Linked DNA regions of Sus scrofa: region 1 is linked to region 2. The links are chromatin contacts, called in public Hi-C maps. All regions are on one chromosome and are shown on one strand. The core of a region is the stretch at or near the end of the contact, and the rest is flanking DNA. Distances in the headings are between cores, read along the strand shown.

Evidence for each region. Hi-C and Micro-C count contacts between places; a contact is called where the count stands out from the background.
Region 1: a Hi-C map of liver shows a contact between it and region 2, with 10 times the contacts expected there. The contact joins two enhancer-like sites. A contact is called at or near these places in 12 of 47 Hi-C or Micro-C datasets (alveolar macrophages, embryonic fibroblasts, heart right ventricle and 7 more) and 1 of 2 datasets of contacts at active chromatin or transcription factors (alveolar macrophages).

What each region holds. Positions count from the first base shown.
Region 1 is chr7:98,292,949-98,295,662 of Sscrofa11.1, reverse strand. It overlaps NEK9 (serine/threonine-protein kinase Nek9), which reads left to right. Exons shown (of 22, transcript XM_003356752.4): 15 at 113-221; 16 at 724-885. Among named protein-coding and RNA genes, the nearest start is that of NEK9, 28 kb to the left of the region's middle. Within about 2 kb of position 1,437, at least 5 of the 83 cell types and tissues checked have an H3K27ac peak or open chromatin away from gene starts, as enhancers often do. A contact at or near this core is called in liver, where this site is marked.
Region 2 is chr7:98,062,341-98,065,040 of Sscrofa11.1, reverse strand. PROX2 (prospero homeobox protein 2) reads left to right here. Exons shown (of 3, transcript XM_013989170.2): 3 at 1-2,700. Among named protein-coding and RNA genes, the nearest start is that of PROX2, 11 kb to the left of the region's middle. Within about 2 kb of position 1,265, at least 15 of the 83 cell types and tissues checked have an H3K27ac peak or open chromatin away from gene starts, as enhancers often do. A contact at or near this core is called in liver, where this site is marked.

The sequences.
Region 1 (2,714 bases), core at 188-2,687, 230 kb before region 2:
AGTAACGTGATTTTCTTGGAAGGCCTTCTTGTCCCCATAACAGCATTTTCAGCCTCTTTCCCTTCCATTTTTTACCTTAAGAGTTTTTGCTTTGTGTTTTACCTTATTCCAGGCATACCATGAAGTTCCCTACACAACCTCCTTTACCTTGGCTAAACAGTTGTCCTTTTATAAGATCCGTACAGTTGCCCCAGGCAAGACTCACACTGCTGCTATTGATGGTGAGTTGATTTAAACTGTGTATGCAGGTCTTAGTATTTCAGGCTCTTTTATTCTATCAAGTAGTAGCTCTTCTTAACTACATGTGTATTCTCCTGATTTCCCTCTTTCATCCAGTATTATCTCATTAACAGACTGGGCATTCAAGTAAATGTTTTGTTGGTAATCATTATAAATGCATAATCAAACATCCCTTAATGAGAACACCACAACTATAATTCCTGACGACTACTATCTCTAATCAGCACCATCTGTAAGTTTTCTAAGTTACATAATACTCATTTTCCACATTTAAAATAGAATATCTAACATCGAATCTCTTCCTCAATCTAAATGGTCATAGTTCTCCATACCCTAGCTGTCCTAGGCCCAGGATTGTGTGGCTAGCTTTCTAGTTATATACTCTTTAACAACCAGAAGCTAGTCTGTGAGGCTCTGCATTGGCTGCATTTTCCCTCTGTTTCATGACCTGTTTGTACCTGATTATTTTTGCTTCTGTCTCAGAGCGAGGCCGGCTGCTGACCTTTGGCTGCAACAAGTGTGGACAGCTGGGCGTTGGGAATTATAAGAAGCGTCTAGGAATCAACCTGTTGGGGGGACCCCTGGGTGGGAAGCAAGTGATCAGGGTCTCCTGCGGTGATGAGTTTACCATTGCTGCCACTGATGGTGAGTCTGTGCACATTATTTCAAAATTTCTGGACAGATGGTTATGCTTTAACTTTTGGTTGTGAAAGAGGTGGACTGGTTATTTGTATAGTTGGATCATATGTTTACTTTTTTTTTTTCTTTTTGACGGAGCTCTCAGCGTGCGGAAGTTTCTAGGCCAGGCATCAAACTTGCACTGCAGCAGTGCCAATGCCTGATCCTTAACCTGTTGTACCACCAGGGATTCCCTGTATGTTTACTTTTTTATTTGTGTTAAATCGGTGGCCAGTTTTTATGGAGCATATGGAGTTTCATTAACTTTTCATGTGTCCAACATGACAGTTGTAAAAAGGACAGATTTCTAGATAATGGCAAGTTAGTACTCTAAGTTCCTACTTTTTTTTCTTTAACTTTTTTGGTGCAGTGTTTTAAGAATTATTAAATACACGTGCACACACACACACACACACACACACACACACACACCTCTTGCCTAGCACCATGTTGGTTCCAATAAATGTTGGCCGGGTGGCTGGGAACAACATAGTTTAATCTGGCCGCTTTGTTGGAGTCAGTTGCACTGCAGTGACGTCCTTAGGGGCTGCTAAGCTTGAGGGCATACACCAGGTGTCTTGGTTTTCTATATTGGTCCAATGGAATTTTCTTCTCTCTCTCGAGCTATTTCTTCTCAGCATCTTCCTACTTCTGTTACTTCTTTACTGCTAGCCTTCACTCCCTTCCCCCTTTCTTCTGCTTCCTTTTTTTTTTTTTTCCTCTTCCTGTATCACCTTCTTTGCTGCTAGCCTTCACTCCCTTCCCCCTTTTCTTCTCTTTCCTTTTTTTTCTCTCTTCCTGTATCACCTTCTAGACTTTTTTCTTTATTTTTGTATCCACTTCTTTCTTTGTAACTGGTAAACACCGAATCACATTTCATCTCCTTTTGACTCATTTGGGTTTTTTTTTGTTATTGCTCCTGCTCTGGCAAGTAGTTTTCTTTTGGTCTGTGCATATTATATACAAGAATGGGAGAGGTCCAGGGATGGTGTCAGATAAATGATCTGTTACTGTATTTAAGTGAACCAGCCTTCAGAGTGGCACAGTAACCTTCCCTTTTTGTCCCAAAACAAGTGGTTTTAGGAAACAGACTGGTTAGTTCAGGCTAGATAAATGGAAATGTCACCTAGAAAGACAGAATCAGGATGTCATTGAGAATTAAATGTAGTGCATAAGTTCAGCAGCACTTCCTAAGAGGGCCTCAAAGAGGTAATGTTTTCTCAATAGATCTATATACTTCTTTTTTTGTTGTTGTTGTTTTTGTTTTTTTTTTTTTTTTTGCCATTTCTTGGGCCGCTCTCGAGGCATATGGAGGTTCCCAGGCTAGGGGTCTAATCGGAGCTGTAGCTGTCAGCCTACGCCAGAGCCACAGCAACGCAGGATCCAAGCCATGTCTGCGACCTACACCACAGCTCACAGCAACGCCGGCTCCTCAACCCACTGAGCAAGGGCAAGGACCGAACCCACAACCTCATGGTTCCTAGTCGGATTCGTTAACCACTGCGCCATGACGGGAACTCCTTTTTTTTTTTTTTGATGTTAATTCCCCAATACAATTTTTTTTTTCTGCCGTACAGCATGGTGTCCCAGTTACACATGCATGTACACATTCTATTTTCTCATATCATCGTGCTCCATCATCAGTGACTAGACATATTTCCCAGTGCTACACAGCAGGATCTCATTGCTAATCCACTCCAAATGCAATAGTTTGCATCTATTAACCCCAGACTCCCAGTCCATCCCACTCCCTCCCCCTCTCCCTTGGCAACCACAAGTCTATTCTCCAAGTCCCT
Region 2 (2,700 bases), core at 16-2,515:
GTAGGAATTATCTTCATTTTAAAAATAACCATACAGAAGTTTTAGAATTGTGAGACAAGCTGCCAAAGGCTGGGAGGCGAGGGCATTCGGGTTGGCAGGGGCAGTCAGGAGTGTGGAGAAGCCCACGATTTTTTGGATGCCAGGCTGTGCACGGACCACCTCGTGCAGCCGCCCATGCTCTCACACAGGCCGCCATCCCCGACTGGCAATCAGCACTGATGCTGCACTGTCTCCTGACAACCCCTCCTAGCACTCAGGAGTGCTCCATCACCCAGGTGTCCACTGGCCATTCCAGCGAAGCCAACACAAACTTTCTGCAGGACTGAGTGTTGCTGCACATTCATTTGCCTCCTGGAAGAGTTTATCAGCTGGATAACCCAGATGGTCTCCAGTTGACTGATGCAATTAATGCCCCAACCTCCTATGTGCGGAGGAAACTGAGCTTCAGACCATGGCAGCTAGAAAGGGCCTTAGGGGCTCACTTGGCCCACCCCGCTTAAACAAGGGAGGAGGAGACTGAAACCCAGACGGGAGGCTTTGCACAGCCTGTGCACAGCCTCACAGACGGAGAACAGTGTACTTAGGACAAATACAGCCTCATACACAGAAACAGAAATTCTCTGCTCCATAAGGCCATTACAGCCCGGGGTCAGTCTTTCAGAGATAAAGGAATGCGTGAGATCAACATTTTTTCGCTACTGGCCCAACACAAATTGCGACGTGCTCTGAGCACATAAGCCAGACATCTGCAAAGCTGAGTAACGACATCTAGCTTCCAACTAGTCAGAATCAAGTCTTGGAAAGTGCTGCCAAAGGCGCTCAGGCCCGAGTGGGCATCACAGAGAGCTCAAGCTCCGTGTTCTGATTAAGGAGTGTTTCTGACTTCATCAGCTTTCTCCTTTCGCGTCTACAAACAACAAATGTCCATGTTCAACTACCCCACTTCCTTGACTTTTCAGATCAGCTGGATCAGGTGAAGTGAAATCCCTAAATTACTGCTGGATGTATCAAATGAAAAGGCAGGAAAGACGACTTTCTTTTGAATGTTCTCTTATTCCAAACAGCTAAGAGGAAAAACAAAACAAACATACTCAGCCCAAACCAATCTTCTCAGGTTGTTTTAAAGTTATTAAGTGTCCTCAGCACATTCACTTGCACTCAGATGATCTTTGCCCTATTTTCTCCCACAATGTTCCCTTTACAGAAATGAAGGGCTCTGCCAAGGCTGAGTCTTAAAAGTAAGCAAGCACTGAGTATCCTGAGCAAGGGCAATCAGTTATCTGTGTTTGGAGACAGGAGAGGAACCCGCCGTCCAGAGTGACATTACATAGTTATTTAAGACATGCATGTGAAACAATTCCAAGTTCACATGATTGTCCAAATGGAGCAGCTATTTTCTGTCCCAAACCTGAAATTCATTAGTGTGTGTTTTAAACACTGAGCCAAGCCACCTCCAGGGCAGCGAACCTTGTCCCAGAGATCAATTAGATGAAATGTACAAGCTCAAATTGAAAACATTTGTGTACTAAGGTCTTTCCAGGAAGTGTTCTCTAACCACTGAGCTAAACACAGAAGAATGTATAAATATATACGCTCTGCCAACAACAGAATTCTATTTTATTATATTTTTCTCTTTCTTACAAGTGTGATGGGAACACATTCGGAGTGTAAGCTGAGCTGGTTGTGGTGCTCTTTTGGCAGTCATGATATTGCCAAAGGTCTGGTTGTTCTTTCCATCAAGGTGTATGTGGGCACTCTTTTCTCCCAAACAGACGTGTTCAGTGTCTCGTCAAACACTGCGTAATTGTCTAATCTTTCTTCGATGGATAGTACGGCCTGGACCGTGGTTTATGATAGAGGAGTGAATGTCCAGTTATCAATTAAAAGCAGGCAGTTAATTGGCATTCCATGCAGTCAAAGGGTCATTCAGCCCCTTTATTTCAAACACGGTTGCATTTACTCTACACAGCTCCAAATTGGATGCATACAGTGAAGAGGTCAAAATTATCTCCAGGATGTATAAGGCATACTTGAACTATTTCCTTTCCATCGAGAAGGACCACACGCGGCAGAGGTAGCACAGCACCCTTTAATAAAGTTCTGCACCCAAGACAGATTAAAAAAAAAAAAAAAACACCTGTCTTTGTTTGCAATGATGAAATGTAGAATCCTCAGAAAAAATAATTTAAAGCGTTCAAAACATAATTTTACATGTGAATTTAGAAAATATTTCTTTTTAAAATCCTTACACGATTTCTTGAAATTCCAGTAACCAGTTTCCTGGATGAAGTTTTACATATTCTAAATGTTTATAATCTTTTTTTTTAATTGGAGAATAACTGATCGACAATGTTGTGTTAGTTCCTGGTGTACAGCAAAGGGTAAATGTTCATAACCTTTGATTCTAGCTCTTTATAGTTTTGAGCCTTTGCTCTGTTAAGCAGATCAAACATAGCTTGATAAGGCATGCATTCAAAACGAAGGAGAGATTTCAAAAATCCGTTGATGTTTTTACACAAACTCTATTAGGTATTTGTATTTTGCATAATATAAGATCATTTTCTCAGGACTGAAAAACCAGGAAAGAAAATGAAATTGAGTGTCAGGCTGATGATTAAATGACATATGTTTGCATTTGAAAAGTGCTCTACAATTCTTTTTTTTTTTTGTCTTTCCGCCTTTTCTAGGGTCGCTCCCACG